Linked DNA regions of Sus scrofa: regions 1, 2 and 3 are each linked to region 4. Evidence: chromatin contacts called from public Hi-C and promoter capture Hi-C data. All regions are on one chromosome and are shown on one strand. The core of a region is the stretch at or near the end of the contact, and the rest is flanking DNA. Distances in the headings are between cores, read along the strand shown. Region 1 holds the start of RFESD (Rieske domain-containing protein). Region 2 overlaps LOC106508433 (a long non-coding RNA gene). Region 3 overlaps LOC106508433 (a long non-coding RNA gene). Region 4 holds the start of ELL2 (RNA polymerase II elongation factor ELL2).

The links. Promoter capture Hi-C pulls out the DNA fragments that hold promoters and counts their contacts. Hi-C and Micro-C count contacts between places; a contact is called where the count stands out from the background.
Region 1: a promoter capture Hi-C map of fetal liver shows a contact between it and region 4, with 2.5 times the contacts expected there. The contact joins the promoter of RFESD here to the promoter of ELL2 in region 4. A contact is called at or near these places in 1 of 5 promoter capture datasets (fetal liver) and 1 of 47 Hi-C or Micro-C datasets (embryonic fibroblasts).
Region 2: a contact with region 4 is called in a promoter capture Hi-C map of liver, with 14 times the contacts expected there. The contact joins the enhancer-like site here to the promoter of ELL2 in region 4. A contact is called at or near these places in 2 of 5 promoter capture datasets (fetal liver and liver), 11 of 47 Hi-C or Micro-C datasets (adipocytes, alveolar macrophages, embryonic fibroblasts and 6 more) and 2 of 2 datasets of contacts at active chromatin or transcription factors (alveolar macrophages and skeletal muscle).
Region 3: a Hi-C map of liver shows a contact between it and region 4, with 1.8 times the contacts expected there. The contact joins the enhancer-like site here to the promoter of ELL2 in region 4. A contact is called at or near these places in 3 of 47 Hi-C or Micro-C datasets (epiblast stem cells, fibroblasts and liver) and 1 of 2 datasets of contacts at active chromatin or transcription factors (alveolar macrophages).

What each region holds. Positions count from the first base shown.
Region 1 is chr2:102,242,303-102,246,087 of Sscrofa11.1, reverse strand. RFESD (Rieske domain-containing protein) reads right to left here and starts at 2,300. Exons shown (of 4, transcript XM_003123769.5): 1 at 2,165-2,300.
Region 2 is chr2:102,957,360-102,960,929 of Sscrofa11.1, reverse strand. All of the region lies in intron 6 of LOC106508433 (a long non-coding RNA gene), which reads right to left. Among named protein-coding and RNA genes, the nearest start is that of PCSK1, 92 kb to the left of the region's middle. Within about 2 kb of position 2,054, at least 14 of the 83 cell types and tissues checked have an H3K27ac peak or open chromatin away from gene starts, as enhancers often do. A contact at or near this core is called in fetal liver, liver and skeletal muscle, where this site is marked.
Region 3 is chr2:102,935,667-102,939,359 of Sscrofa11.1, reverse strand. The region is part of intron 6 of LOC106508433 (a long non-coding RNA gene); the gene reads right to left. Among named protein-coding and RNA genes, the nearest start is that of PCSK1, 110 kb to the left of the region's middle. Within about 2 kb of position 1,674, at least 6 of the 83 cell types and tissues checked have an H3K27ac peak or open chromatin away from gene starts, as enhancers often do. A contact at or near this core is called in liver, where this site is marked.
Region 4 is chr2:102,589,489-102,593,095 of Sscrofa11.1, reverse strand. It overlaps ELL2 (RNA polymerase II elongation factor ELL2), which reads left to right and starts at 1,680. Exons shown (of 12, transcript XM_003123796.5): 1 at 1,680-1,978. The coding sequence starts at 1,832. LOC106508433 (a long non-coding RNA gene) reads right to left here and starts at 1,508. Exons shown (of 16, transcript XR_002342060.1): 1 at 1,252-1,508.

The sequences.
Region 1 (3,785 bases), core at 1,051-3,550, 350 kb after region 4:
ACAGCTTATTCCAGTTTGGGAGCTAAATGAAGAAAACTTCCTTCTGAAAAGTTGAGCCTTTTTTTTTTTTTTTTTTTTTTTGCTTTTTATGGCTGCTCCCATGGCATGTGGAGGTCCCAGGCTAGGGGTCCAATTGGAGCTACAGCTACCAGCCTACACCAGAGTTACAGCAACACCAGATCCAAGCCGCATCTGCTACCTACACCACAGCTCACGGCAACGCCAGATCTTTAACCTACTGAACGAAGCCAGGGATTGAATCCGCAACCTCATGGTTCCTAGTCGGATTTGTTTCCACTGCGCCACGACGGGAACTCCAAGTTGAACCATTTTGCTCCACGGTTCTCTTCAAGAAATATTTTTTGGACTGTCCCTAAAATTAGGTTTCTAAAAATGCTAACACCACATAAAATTACAGATTAGATAAATGGATCCTTTGTCTCTCTTAGATACCTTTCCAGCATTGGGAATCTACTCAGGTTGAATTTTTAAAAAAGCATATGGTTCTATAAGACAGTGGGTATGAAAGAAGCATGAAAGTAAAGGAAATTATTCTTGAGCACAAGAGCACTGAGGCGTTTTTACTAAGTTTGCGGACTTGGCCTACACGTTATTAGAATACAAAGCTCCAGAATGACACCCTTGCTTTTAGGTTCAGAGAAGAGAAATTAGTTTTATAACTTTTTGGATGGCAGAATAATAATAGATATAAAAAGCATATCTTCGCATATATGAATTCATTAATACTCAAAAATACCAAGGGGTAGGTATTATACCTATTTTCCAGAGGAGGAAACTAAGGCTACAGGATCTTCCTTAACAAAAGCTTGCCCAGATTCACAAAATAGCAGTTAAGAATCAAACTGAGATCTTGAGTGTAAACTTTGTGAGCATTGATATATAAATATTAACATTTCATCTAAGCATCCACAGATTTATAAAAATAGGTGGTCTTCTAGTAAACTTCTAGCAAAGTAAATGTGTGTGTATACACCATGTGTGTGTGTGTGTATCTCCAAAGATGATTTTCATGAAAATTTTTGCTGTTTGCACCTGTGGCATATGGATGTTCTTGGGTTAGGGGTGGAATCAGAGCTGAAGCTGCAGGCCTACATCACAGCAACACCAGATCCTGAGGGCATCTTCAACTCAAACCACAGCTTGTCACAACTCTGGATCCTTAGTCCCCTGAGTGCAGAGGGGGATGGAGCCCGGATCCTCACCGAGACTATGTCAGGTTCTTAATCTGCTGATCCACAACGGCAACTACTACTGAATTTTTAAAAATTTAGGCACAATAATGTACAAGAGTTGTGTCAACGAATGTTTAAAACAATACTTCCCTAATAATTTAATAAAATCACTTAGTCACTCTGGAGGCCAATACTGTCCTCTGTGATATTAGAGATCTGTGAGCACCAGGTGAGTTCACCTGGGTTTGAATCCTGGCTCTGCCATGACTTGAGGGAAGTCAGTGTTGCTGCAGTTTGCCAGCTCTAAGAAAGCCCTGCACATAGGGCGGTGGTGAGGGGTATATATATGCCTGACCACAGTCAGGTGGCTCGAGTAGGGCTTAAGTATGAGAAACGCTACCATCATGTAGAGATAATCGCTAAGGTCCTGCCCACCGTGCTAGCCAGTGGGCAATGACCTCAAGCTGTGTTTAACATTTTAGCAAAGACAGCATGCAGCTGTCAGATGGAGCTGTGGTCAACAAACACAGAGCACCAGCGTGGCTGTCCAGATGTGCTGGATGGCTCCATCTACAGACTTCTGGAGATAGATATCTAGGACCGCTGGGCCGCAGAAACCCTTGGGCAGTTATTAAGCGTTGGAGGTTACAAATGCCAGGAAAGCTTGTTTTAAAACGCCCGGCCAGCCCCACTGAGGCGGCAGGTCCGGGCTACAGCCCAGTAAACCTTTGTGGTGAACAAGCATGATGGGTTTGCAGTGTGGGGCGGAAGCCTGCCCTGGGCGTTAATGGTTAAGGGACTTGGGGTCCACAGCGGAAGAACCGCGGCGCTCAGCAAAGCCTTGGAGCAAATGCCAAACGACAGTCTCCTTCGCCGCTTCAGGTTGCCGCCGCCGGAAGGGAAGCAGCGAGCCTTGCAAGCCCGGCCCGGCCCGGCCGGCAGCCTAACCCCCAGGCCGGGACAGAACTTACCTTCCTCAAATCCCGCGCTCCACCTCCGTGTGACCCGGTCGCTGCGTCGCCGCGGAAGGCTATTGCAGGAGCCAGCGACCGGAATACGGCTCAAAGCTCCGAGGGGCGGGGCGAAGCCGCTCACGTGACTGAGCATGCTCTTCCCCCAGGGCCTCCGTGGCCTTACTGGCCATTGGATGATTCCCACCCGACAGATGCCGCTGGCCAACCGTGCTCGCACGCCAGGACTTGGAACTGACAGTCTTAATCCTATGTTTGACAAACCTCGGTGCCACCAATTTATTTTTTTCTTTTTACCACCACACTTGTGTCCTGTGCAGGTTCTCCTGCTAGGGGTGGAATTGAGGCTGCATTTGCTTATGCCCGAACAAAAACGGATCTGAGCTGCATCCGTCTATGCCGCCTAGGCTTGTGGCAATGCCGGATCCTTAACCCACTGAGCGAGGCCAGGGACCTAACCTCTTCCCCACAGACACTATGTGGATTTTTAACCTGCTGAGCCATAAGGGGAACTCCCGTCAGTTAATTTTTAAATGTTTGTTGAGCTCACCACATTTATCCAGATTTTAAACACCACTGGGGCTCTCACTTCTAGGAATTTACCTTTTAAAAATATTTGCGGAAGTTCCTCACAGTTGCATGTAATCTAAGTTCAGAGATATTTATTTCAAGGAAAAATGACAGTAGCGCTAATGATCAACAGGGAAGTGGTTAAACAAAAAAGAATTAGACATGTGAATTACTTTGCAGCCACATACTCAAGAGCAGATTTCAAGATATGGATGAATTTGTTAAAAAGCAGAGTATGGAATAGTATGTGTGGTGTGCTTTCTTTATAGTAAATAAAAGTTATTTCTCAAGATACTAATGTGTAGATATGTACATTTAAAAAAATATGGTTACTTTAGGGGAGATAGGTTTTCACTTTTGTATTTTGAACTTTGCAACTTGGGTTTTTCTCTGAATTTTTTAAAAAAGAAAAAACCCACAAACCACGCACCTCATATTCGCATCCAAAGTTGGAAGCTATGTGAGTGTGATAGCGTTTTTTTGTTTGTTTTTCCTTTTTTCTTTTTTTTTTTACAGTTTCCTTGGCTGTCTTCTAAGCAGTGATCCTTAACTTTGGTCACACTTTAATCACCCGGGAGTCATGATGAACAGACCAATAAGATAACTCTCTAGGGGTTGGTAGGAGGAGGGGGAATCAACATATTTTTTCTAACTTTCCCAGTAAATTCTAGTGTGACCTCAAGGTTGAAAAACTAGTCTATATTTAATACAATGACACACTGATCTGAGGTCCTAGAGAGGACCAGTGGGCTTGGGGCAGCTGAAACCCCAGAGCCTTCTTCATTTACCTCAGTATGTCATGTAAATGCTGTAAGCCAAAACATGTAAAAGATTGAGAAGCTCAGAATAATGGATTTGATTCCAATTTTATTTCTATTCTGCCCAGTATAGTTTTAATGTGATAGTAATATTTTATGGGATAATTTCACTTTTGACCATTTGTTCCACTGATCCAAGCACAAATTAACCATCTAGTTTTGATAAATTGCTTTACTAAAGTGATAATAAAATACATTTGATTTATTATCATTTACAATACCCATTAGCCATC
Region 2 (3,570 bases), core at 805-3,304, 370 kb before region 4:
GGGAACACACACCTGCAAGAGGAAAGCATGATGTTTCAAGAAGGAGAATAGCTTTGGCGCCTGGTCTTGGCAAGTCTAACTGGGTGGGCCCAGAACAAAAGAGGGCACCATGTCTTATGAAACTGAGGCAAGATCATGAGGGGGGGGTGTGCAACTCAGTTTCTGGATGTGGAGGAGCCAAGAGATGCGGGAAGGTCATGCTTAATTGTTTTGTAGCAGGAAAATCCATTATAAAGATATCACTTATTGCTCTTATTATTGTAGCAGTTTCCAACGAATGAACAAGTCGGCCTTTGTGTTGTGTTTCCTGGTCTTGCCTTGAATCACTTGAAATGACTTTTGTACTCCTGGGGCTGAAAGCAAGCTTCTAGGATACTAGGATGGTGACTCCTTCCCAGCCTTTTCCTTTAAGTGTTTAACTGAGATTCTCCACATGGTCGTTAAACTCCCTACTGTGTAACCGGGTCCATAGCTGAGATAAGAGTAGGCAGAACTGGTACTGAAGCTGAAGAAGGTAAGTGTGAGGCCCTGGAGGTGATCTTCCTGGAATGGAGAAAGGAGCCAGTGGGAGCAGGATGTACAAGTGCCTCAAAGCAAGGAAGTTCCTTGAATCAGTCCTGTGAAGATGGCAGGCTCTCTGAAGAGGTGGCTTATGGTCGTGAGGGGTCCTGAGCTCCCAAGACATGACAACCTGGCCACCTTGCCTGAGTCAGGCCAGGGGTGGAGTAGGGGAAATAGAGCTTCCAGCCTACAATGGACCATTTGGGCCCAGATAATAAACAAAAACTGTGACCACGATAGTGCTTAGAGAAGGCAGATCTCTTCCCAAATTTCCTGGGCTAAGCAATCCTCCCTGGATTCATGACAGCCCCTAGAGGGAAGGAGCTCCAACAATGACTGCTACTGAGCATCGCAGCTCTTGAGAGAGAATTTTGAACTTAAATTTCTTAAAAAGTGCCATATGGTATTTCTTGCACCTCAGCATCATCTGAGAAACTTCATCCCCAGTTCACCACTATCTTCTTGACAAAGCAGAGAGAAAATTTGCTAAAAGTGAGGAGAATATGGAATGGATGTTGAGTTGAGGGTTTGAGACACATAAAATCAGTTTTTTTTTTTTTTTCTTTATCTGCGTCCTACATACACCACAATTCACGGCAACACCAGATCCTTAACCGACTGAGCGAGGCCAGAGGTCAAACGTGTGTCCTCGTGGATATTAGTCAGGTTCGTTACTGCTGAGCCACAACGGGAACTCCCATAATACCATTTTTAAGTATAGAGTCTTTAGAAACATGGAATCAAAGAATGTTGATATTGGAAGAGAGCTGCTGAACTTTCAGGTCTAGGCTCTCCTGTGTCTCTTCCATACATATATTTTGCAGATGAGAATAAGTAAAACTCAGAGAGGCTAAGGGTGGTATTTAAGAACACACAGCATCACAGTGCTTCAGACTGTTTACTCTCATTCATTCTATCATCAGAGCAGCCACCCTATCCAGCATCCCCTGCTGACGACTGTGCTGCCGGCACCCCTCACCTACCGCTATTACACTGCACAGAGGTTGCCCTGATGTCACATTTCACCCAAAGATGAGGGCAGCTAGGTTCATCCAGCTTCCTTCCCACAGTTGCCCTCCAGCAGCAGGACAAAGGCACCTCAGCTTTGGGCCTAGTTTCTGGCCCCAGCTGACAGCAGAAGGCCGATGCTCTGGCTCAGGAAAGGAGGAAGGGGACTGCAGAATCCCAGCACTGAGAAGGCCCTCGGGCTTTCATTCCTTTAGTCTCTCCCCTCACACAGGAGGGAACTGAGGTCTCTGAGTGGTGCTGGGACTTGCCCACACACCTAGGGAGTCCAAATCAACAGGAAAAGCCTGCTCATTCTGGTTTTTCTTTTTCCAAGCTCCCTTTCCAAACACACAGCTCCTCCTCTGACTGTGCAGAAAACAGCAAAAGCCTCCCTGTGTGAAAATCCCCACCAAGAACACACTGTCCAGGTCACTCTAACTCCGGCGCACGCTGAGCTCTGGAAGCACTGACAGAGGCCAGGGAACCCTATGCTCCTACCTCCCGTTAACTGGGTCACGCTTCACACTGAGGAAGGATGAGGGAGAGCTGCACTCTGTACTTAGCTGATGGGATATTAATGGAATCAAGGAATGGCCGGGAGAGAAGCTATAAAAAGACTGGGGCTTCCCCTATAAAATTGGCACCCCACGCCCCCAGGTCCTTGAGGAGAGAAAGGCCAAACAACAAGGACCAAAGCAGAAATCTACAGTGTGAGAGCTGGTGGCCAAAAAGGAACCATGCAGCTGAAGCTGACGGCACACACGAGGCCCAAGCCTGGAGGCCAAGCTAGGTGGGGAGGGAGAAAACAGGCTGGACAGGCTCTTCTAGAAATAAAACCATTCCATCACTGTCATTCCTAGAGTTCCCTACCATTGCCATCCCCAAGCTGAGACCTACACTTCAGTCTCCAGGATGTTCGAGACCAGGGGACCTCGAGGGAGGGCAAAAGTGCTCTGTTTTTCAAAATAACTTTAAGGGTGCACAAGAATTTTCATTTTAATAGTTATGTGTTTATTTTTGCAGTCACCCATTGGTTCTAACAAAGAATATTAGTTTTCTGTTTATGATGGAAAATTGAGTCCAGTTTAAACAAATATGGAGTCAACTTAGAGAAAATTATCCTGACAAAAATAATGAAAGTGATATATAACAGCCCCACATCTGGGAAACCCTGACCAGGATCTTCCCAACAAGGAGCAATGTCAGCTGCAACCTCACCGTAACCGTGATGGAGAAATGCAAGATTTGAAGCATCATGTTATAATAAATGGTGTGAATTTTCCTGCCCTGTGTGGATACCCTGGAGATTTGTTTTTGTTTGGTGGGGTGGGGGGCTGGATCTGTATTGCTCTCTTGTTTAAACTTTCCAGACAGGAACATTTTATTTTCCCATATCACATCTCTCACTCTTTTTTGTTTGTTTGTTTGTTTGTTTTTAATGGACACACCTGAGGCATATGGAAGTTTTAGGGCCAGGGACTGAATCAAACTGCAGCTGAAACCTACACCATATCTGCAGCAATGCCAGTTTTTTAACCCACTGCATCAGGCTGGGGATAGGAAGCACACCTCCACAGCCACCTGAGCTGCTATAGTCGGTTTCTTAACCCACAGCACACCAGTGGGAACTCTCTGGAGCCTCTTTTATTCTACATCACAGAGCTGGTGATTAGGAAAGCCATGAAGGGCTTCTGGTTCCAAACAAAGGCCTCCTTCAAAAGAAACAGCCAAGTATGAGGAGTGACTGTTCCTTCTTCTTCCAATGACATGCTGAATGCCAAATAAGAAGGCCACATTAATTTTCACAATTTGTGATATAAGACAAATGTTGGTCCATGAATGGTTATACCCTCATCTTTCCTTGTCATTTCTTCATCAGTTAAGGCTGTAAAAGCAAAACCAGTTAGACGAGGATTTAATCCATAGTAATCTCTGCATTGAAAAGCCTTCCTTGGTGACATTTTTATCTACATACCCACCAGGCAGAGATAGTAACTTGGT
Region 3 (3,693 bases), core at 425-2,924, 350 kb before region 4:
AAAACAGTGGTTTTCTGAACAGATGAGTGTGTAAAAAGGTTAGCTGGTGATGCCCAACATGGGCAAGTCTCTCCTTAGGCATCTGTTCTCTTACCAGCAGCTGTTATTCAGGGGCCTTGCTCACTCAAATTTAGCTCTGCCTTAGGTAACAAGAACATAACTAGATAATCTTTTGAGAACAGCCAAGTTTGGGTTCTTCTCATTCAACAATATCTAAACAGAGATCTTACATGTAATATTTCAGAAAACATACAATATTATTTAAGAAGAACCTAAGTAAAACTAGAAACATATTTACTTGACAATTAAGTTTGATAAATGTTACTAATTACAGCACATATAACTCAGGTGTGGTCTTATTCATCTCTCCTCACTAAGGAATTAGTGAAGTCTGGCACTGAGTGGCTTTGATCAGAGCGTCAGTTTCTTCTTGCATCATTCACCTTTGAGATTCCCATTACACTCCCTGTGAGGAGTTTTCAGATCCCCTCTGCATCCTCTCAGCCCTTCCCTCTAACCGAAGAAAGTTTCTTCATGACACCAAGTATTTTCTGATCTCTCTTCTCTTAAGCTGGCTAAGCTGGCCATCCAAGTGAGTTGATGTATACTGGCCAGTCTGAGAGAATAACAGCCTCACACTGTCCATTATGTATTTCAGGACTAACTTCCAAGAGCACTGACTATTCCTTACCATTCATTCCATCATATGGAGTAAAGAGGTTTCCTATTGGCTACAGTTGCCAAATAGTATAAAGGAAACCTAGCTAAATTTAAATTTCAGATAAAAGAGAATTTTTTTTTTTTGGATGCACTGCAGCATATGGAAGTTCCTGGGTGAGGGGTCAAATCTGAGCTGCAGCTGCAGCCTATGCCACAACTGTGGCAATGCTGCATTCTTAACCCTCTGTACCACAGTGGGAACTCCAGCAGGAGACTGTTTAAAGTATAAGTATGTCCCAAATATGCATGGGATATACTCATACTAAACAATGATTTCTTTAGTCCCAAGACCTAATAATTTGCTGCATGGCTAAAGCAATAACTTATACACATATCAGAGGCTAATAATGGAGAAAAGAATCAGAAAATTCTTTTAATTCTTTGATTTTTCTTTCCCATTACATGAGGTTTATAATGACATTGACTGGGTGAGGGTGAGAGGAATCCATTTCTGGGATCAATAACACTTCTAACCAGCACTTTGTCAAACTACATATGAATGGCTTTTACTAAACAAAAAATTCTGTTCAACAAATGCTTCTATCATTCCTTTTCTAAGCTGAAGAAAATCTCAGCATTTAAAAAAGCTGCACTGCAAAAAAAAAGAAAAAAAAAAGAAAACTTTTTAAAAATAAAATTTAAAAAGCCACATTGCAAGTTTTAAGAGTCAGTCAAAAAATATTTATTCAGTGTGTACCATGTGTTAAGCCAACAACGATTAACACATGGTTCTTGCCTGGGAGGAGTTCAGAGTCTAGGAAAGATACAGAAATGCTGACAGATAATCACAAGGCAATGTGATAGGTCTTCAAACAAAACAAGCACAAAGTTCAGTGGATGTGACTAACAGGACTCAGGGAATTTGGCATCATAGAGGAGATGACATTTGATCTGATCTTAAAGGACAAGTAGGAATTCTCCAGGCAGAAGAGGAGGGCAAAGGCATTCAAAGCGGAGGGGGGGGGTAGTCATGAGATCCTGAAGGAGCTGCTATGCTTGTGTAGCAGAGAAGGTTCTGTTCTAGTCTACGCTGGAGAGGAAGGACCAGCGCTCCACTTTCTCCACCTCATTCATACCACAACGACCTAGAAAGGATGAAGGAGGGCCTCTAACCAAGCCAAAGCTCAGTAACAACAGGAGGAAGAGAAACAAGAACAAGTGATCATGGGGCCCAACAAATAATCAAATTAAGGCAAGAAGAAAGATGCCCAACTTCTGCAAGAATGGAAAGTAAATTGCTGCTGTAGCTTCAGCAACTTTTATTTTATTCTCCTCTTACTATCGCCAGAGCCACTTCTCTATGTGAGGTCAGCATGGAGGGCTGCAGAAAATAATTGGCTGCTTTTCCATTTTGGAGATGATGAGCAGAAATATTCCCCTGGTAGGCATTTCCCTGACATACTGTATGAATAAAAAAAAAAAAAAAAAAAAAAGCTTCCAGTGATTCTATTATAAATCCTTTGATACAAATATTCCAAACTAGCTAGAAAGCAAAGATTCTGTGTATGCTGAAGCCATGTATGCTTAGGAATCACATAGTTAAATAATTTATGATTAGCGAGAGCCCAGTGGTGCAACAGCAGTTGGAGAACGTGACAAAGAGCCAGAGTCCAAAGCTAATAAAACAACAAACTGTCTTTTTTCTCTCTTTTCAAAAAATATGTACATTCTTTCTTTAAAATACATACATTCTTTTTAAAAAATATTATTGTCTATCATGGTTTCTCCCAGAAGATTAGATACAGCTCCTTGTACTGCAGTAGGACCTTATTGTCTATCCATTCTAAACGTAAAAGAAACTGTCTTTCTGATGTCTAACATTCTTTTGATTATTTGATGTGCAATTCAAACTGATCTTAAAAACTATGAAAACTTGAAGAACACAATAAGATACCACTGCACACCTATTACAATGGCTCAAATTATATATATATATATATATATATATTTGACAATACTAAATGCTGATGAGGATGCAAAGTAGCTAGAACATTTAAATATTGCCGATAGGAATTCTACTTTGGAAAAAAGTTTGGAAGTTTCTTACAAAGTTAAACTTAGGGGTAGGTATTCATCCTAGAGAAATGAAAACCTATGCCTACATAAAAATCTGCATATGAGTGTTTACAGCTACTTTATTCTCAAATGCTAGAAGCTAAAACAACCCCAAATGTCTATCGGCTGGTAAATAGACCAATTATGTTATATCCACATAGCGATTTAACAAAAGAACTACAGATACATCCAATAACATGAATGAGTCTCAAAGGTATAACGCTAAGAGAAAAAAATTCAAACTCAAGAAACTACATACTAAATGATTCAATTTATATGATATTATGGAAAAGGAAAAAACTAGGAAAAAAATCAGATCAGTTGTTGCTGGTGGCTGGAGGTGGGGGAAGGGAATTTATTACAAAGAGTCGTGAGGAATTATCCTATATCTTAATTTTGGTGGTAGTTATATGATTGCATAAGTTTGTCAAAATTCTTCAAACTTTACACCTAAAAAGGGTGAATTTTACTATCTATAAATTATATCTCAATAAACAACAACAAAATTAACTTGGATGTCTAAAAACAACAGCAACAACCCCAAAAAACCCTGGGAGTTGAGGGAGGCATTATTTTGAATTTTTATTTGAATATTAGTTTGACTGTTTCCAGCTCTACAGGCTTTTGACCCTTAGCTTTTCGTTGAACATAATATATTTTCTACAGGTCTTATCCAACAGTAAACTTAAACATCTATCAGTGATTTTTAACCAATTTTGAGAGAATTAAAATCTACAGGTTACAGCACTCATCATATGCAATGAAAAAACTTCTTTGCAGCTAGAGAGGTCCTAGTTATGTACCATCTTTGAGGAAACTGAGGATATAGTCAGTAAAATAATTTTCTGTGTTTTATGGTTAAGATGAGGAACTTCAATTAAGATAAACCTATAGCTTACAGAGATTAAACTAGCCAAA
Region 4 (3,607 bases), core at 431-2,930:
ATTTAAGATAACACTCTAGTAAAGTAAATTAACAAGTGTTAATCATGTTTAACTGCTAGCCAAATCTACTGGATTGAAATAAAGTCAGATTTAAAAATGCTCTCCTGTGATGCCACAACCCTTAATGCAGGCGTTTCCACTTAACTCATATACTATTGGAAGGAGAATTCCTTCCGTAATTTGTATTATGCACTTAAAATGCTTGAGGGTCCGAGTCAAGAGGTAATGTAGATTTAGGCTGGAGTATTTATTAAGGGGGCTGAGGAAATCATGATAAACTCCCACTTTCTGGAAAATCATAGCTCTATCCAATTGAAACGTATGGGAAATACTAATTAAGTACCTATAAATTTTTCTGGGGAATCCTTATAAAACGCAACAAGGTTTTACAATCTGAGGGAAACAACAACCGTCTCAATTTTTTTAAAGTAATTTTCAAAAAACTGCCTTGCAACAATTTCAAGACTTTTAACGGTTTGTTTTCCTCCGGTGTTTCTGATCACCCAGTTAATTCATCCTCTCTGACTGGAAGCCTGTGTCGGTCCATCCACACGCAGCCTGAAGAGGGCGGTGATTAGGCTCCTTGGTTTAGCCACGCCTACACGCGGAGCATCGCGAGGAATGGAAAGCACGTCCAGCCTCCGCACCCCCTCACACACCCATCTCCTCCACCTAACATCAATTGCTTAAACTCTAGCAAGGTTCTCCTACATCCCTGTCAAATGAAATGGACAGAACCCAAACGAACCAGAGAACCATGTCCATGCTTCTCTTAATTTAGGTCAAGGACACTTATACCCTTCTAACAACCCTTTGAAAGGAGATGTCATCTCAACCCTAAGCACCTCTCCAAGTCCCATAAAAAGCACAACCCTGCCCCCACGGCGAACTCCAGTTTATTTTTCTCTGGATCACAAGAGGGCATGGCGTGGAAAAAAAAAACCTTTAAATTCTGTTTTCTATAATACCATGCCCATCGCACTAAGGAGATTTAAGGCATGGTGTTGTACTTAAGATGCTCCACACAATCTAGCACAAATCTTAAAGCCAAGGGCTAAATCACTAACTTCAGATTTAGGGCGAAATGACGAAGAAGGGCGTCCTCCCCAATTTCATCCGCTCAATACTAGCGCTAAATTTTGAGGAGAGACTCTCCAGTGACTCCGCCTACTACGACCTCCCTCACCAGCACGCCCCCTACTCCACAAGCTAACCCAGCCCGTCGGGGGACAAAGTCCTTACTAGGCTTACTTGGCCACTTATTTTGGGTGGGGATCCTCTTCTCCAAGGACCACCAGCGCAGGAAATATTCCCCCCACACTCCCGACTCTCCACTACTCTCCCCCCAAGGGGCGGAGCTCCGACTCCAGGTAACAGGACCAGGCAACCTGGGCACCCAATTAGCAGGGGATCCCCCAAACGAGCCTGGCCAATCGCGACCGGTGAGCCAAGACGACCAGACGTGACGTCAGGTGTGATTAAGTTGGCGCGTCACCCCAACGTCAGCCTCTCACCTCTCGGACGTCCCGTCCCGGGAGCAAAACTCCAGCGACTTTGGGCTCCGCCCCTGTGAGAGTGGAGGGCGGCCAATGAGGGAGGCTCCGAGGGGAACTGGGACCAATGAGACGAGCCCGGGGCGGGGCGCGAGGCCGGAGGGTGGGGCGGGTGGCGGCGGTGGCAGCCCGAGGTCTGGCTGCGCGCAGTATATGACAGTACGTCAGCAGCGGGATGGCCGTAGCTGTGGCGGCGGCTGCAGAAGCCCGAGCAGCCGCGGCCGCAGTGGAGCCTAGAGCCCGAGCGGCGTCGGCGGCGGCACCCGGGGGAGTTTAAGATGGCGGCAGGGGGGGCGGCGGGCCTGCGGGAGGAGCAGCGCTACGGGCTGTCGTGCGGGAGACTTGGACAGGACAACATCACCGTACTGCATGTGAAGCTCACCGAGACGGCGATCCGCGCGCTCGAGACCTACCAGAGCCACAAGGTGAGCTGGGCGGTCGGCCGACCGGCCGGGCTTAGGGAGGAAAAGGGCGTCCCTCACTGACCCACCGCGCCTCCTCTTGTCTTGGCACCTGGCTTGGGGCCGGCGGAGCGGTGGCTTGCCGCGGCTGCCGTCAGCGCCCGCGGCGGCAGAGCTGGGCAGGGCCGGGCAGAGTAGCTAACGCCGCCGTCCCGGGCCAGCCGGGCGCCGGGGCGTTGGAAGCGGGCGGGCGGGCGGCCCCTGGCGGCGGGGCCGAGGCAGCCGCAGCCGCGGTTCCGCTGCGCTGCCGCTGCGGGACTTTCCGACGGCGCCCGCGGGTTTTCTGCCTTTTCTGTCCCAACGGGAAAGAAAGGCACCAGGGAGACAAGTGAGATGGCTGTGCTGCCCATGGCGGCGGGGCGGGGGTTGGGGGGGGAGGGCAGCCTTCGGTAACGACTTACAAGAGGACTCGCAGGCACTTGGCGTTCGCGGTTTGAGGGTACCACCGTGGATCCGAAAAGTCAGGGACACTGGCCCTCCGCGTATGAATGTGGGACACACATTGTACTCAGGGACTTGGGGACACAGGCGCTTCGCGAAGGTTGGGGGGGCACACCGTGTACTCTCAAAGGCTGAGACACGGACGCTTGGCGTGCCAGGGAGGAGGGGGACACACCTTGCACTTCCAGGGACTCGAGTACACGGGCGCTTCGCGTTCCCAGAGACACAGCACGGAGTACCGGGAATCACACACACCCAGCGCTCAGCCGGGAGCACAGACTTCGGTTACTGAGGAGAGCGATTCTCCGTGGTCCTTATACCCGAAAGCCGCGTCGCGTCTGAGGCAGACTCACCGACCGGGAGACGTGGAGCCGGGGCGGGGGGAATACACTGCATCCCCGGCAGACTCGGGTTTCGCACTCTCCGGCGCATCCCGGACACACACACAACTCGAGCACCGCAAAGGCTCACTTACTCGGCAATTGGAGAACAAACCCAGGGACACGTTTTCATGCTGGGAAGGGGAAAAAAAAAAAGTGAAGGAGAGAGTAGGAGACATAGCGAAGAGACTCCGCAACGGAGTGCCTGGGCAAGCCGTTTATGGACATGCAGTACTGTGTATGGGCGAGGGAGACGGGAGTGAGTAGACGCATCGCGCAAGGGGAGGAATATACCATTTGAGGGGCCGGTAGCATTTGCTCTGAGAAGAGAGCCAGTCGGAGGAGAGAACCCGCAAGGCGTCCCGACAATTAATCGAGTCCATACCAAGGAAAGAAGCTCCGAGGAACTGATCTCATAAAACAGGCAGAGAGGGCCAGAGGGACACCCAGACGCAGAGTCATAGTTATTCAGATAAAAGTGGAGAAAGGAATTAACATCTGTTGAGCTCCCACTAGTGCCAGGCACTTTAAATGCTTAAATGGAAGGCATGAGTTGGAGGCAAAACCGCACAAATGTGAACCTGGGCCAAGGGAGACTTACCTTCAGAGAGGCCCCCTACATAAGCCTCCACACAGGAAGAGGCACACAGTTGTACACAGTTTGATGAATACATGAATTCACATGATAGTGTACATGTAAACAGCAGGAGAGACTCAGAGATGAGTGTGCCCTCAAGATGGTACTCATAGAATTGAGTGGACACATGGATGT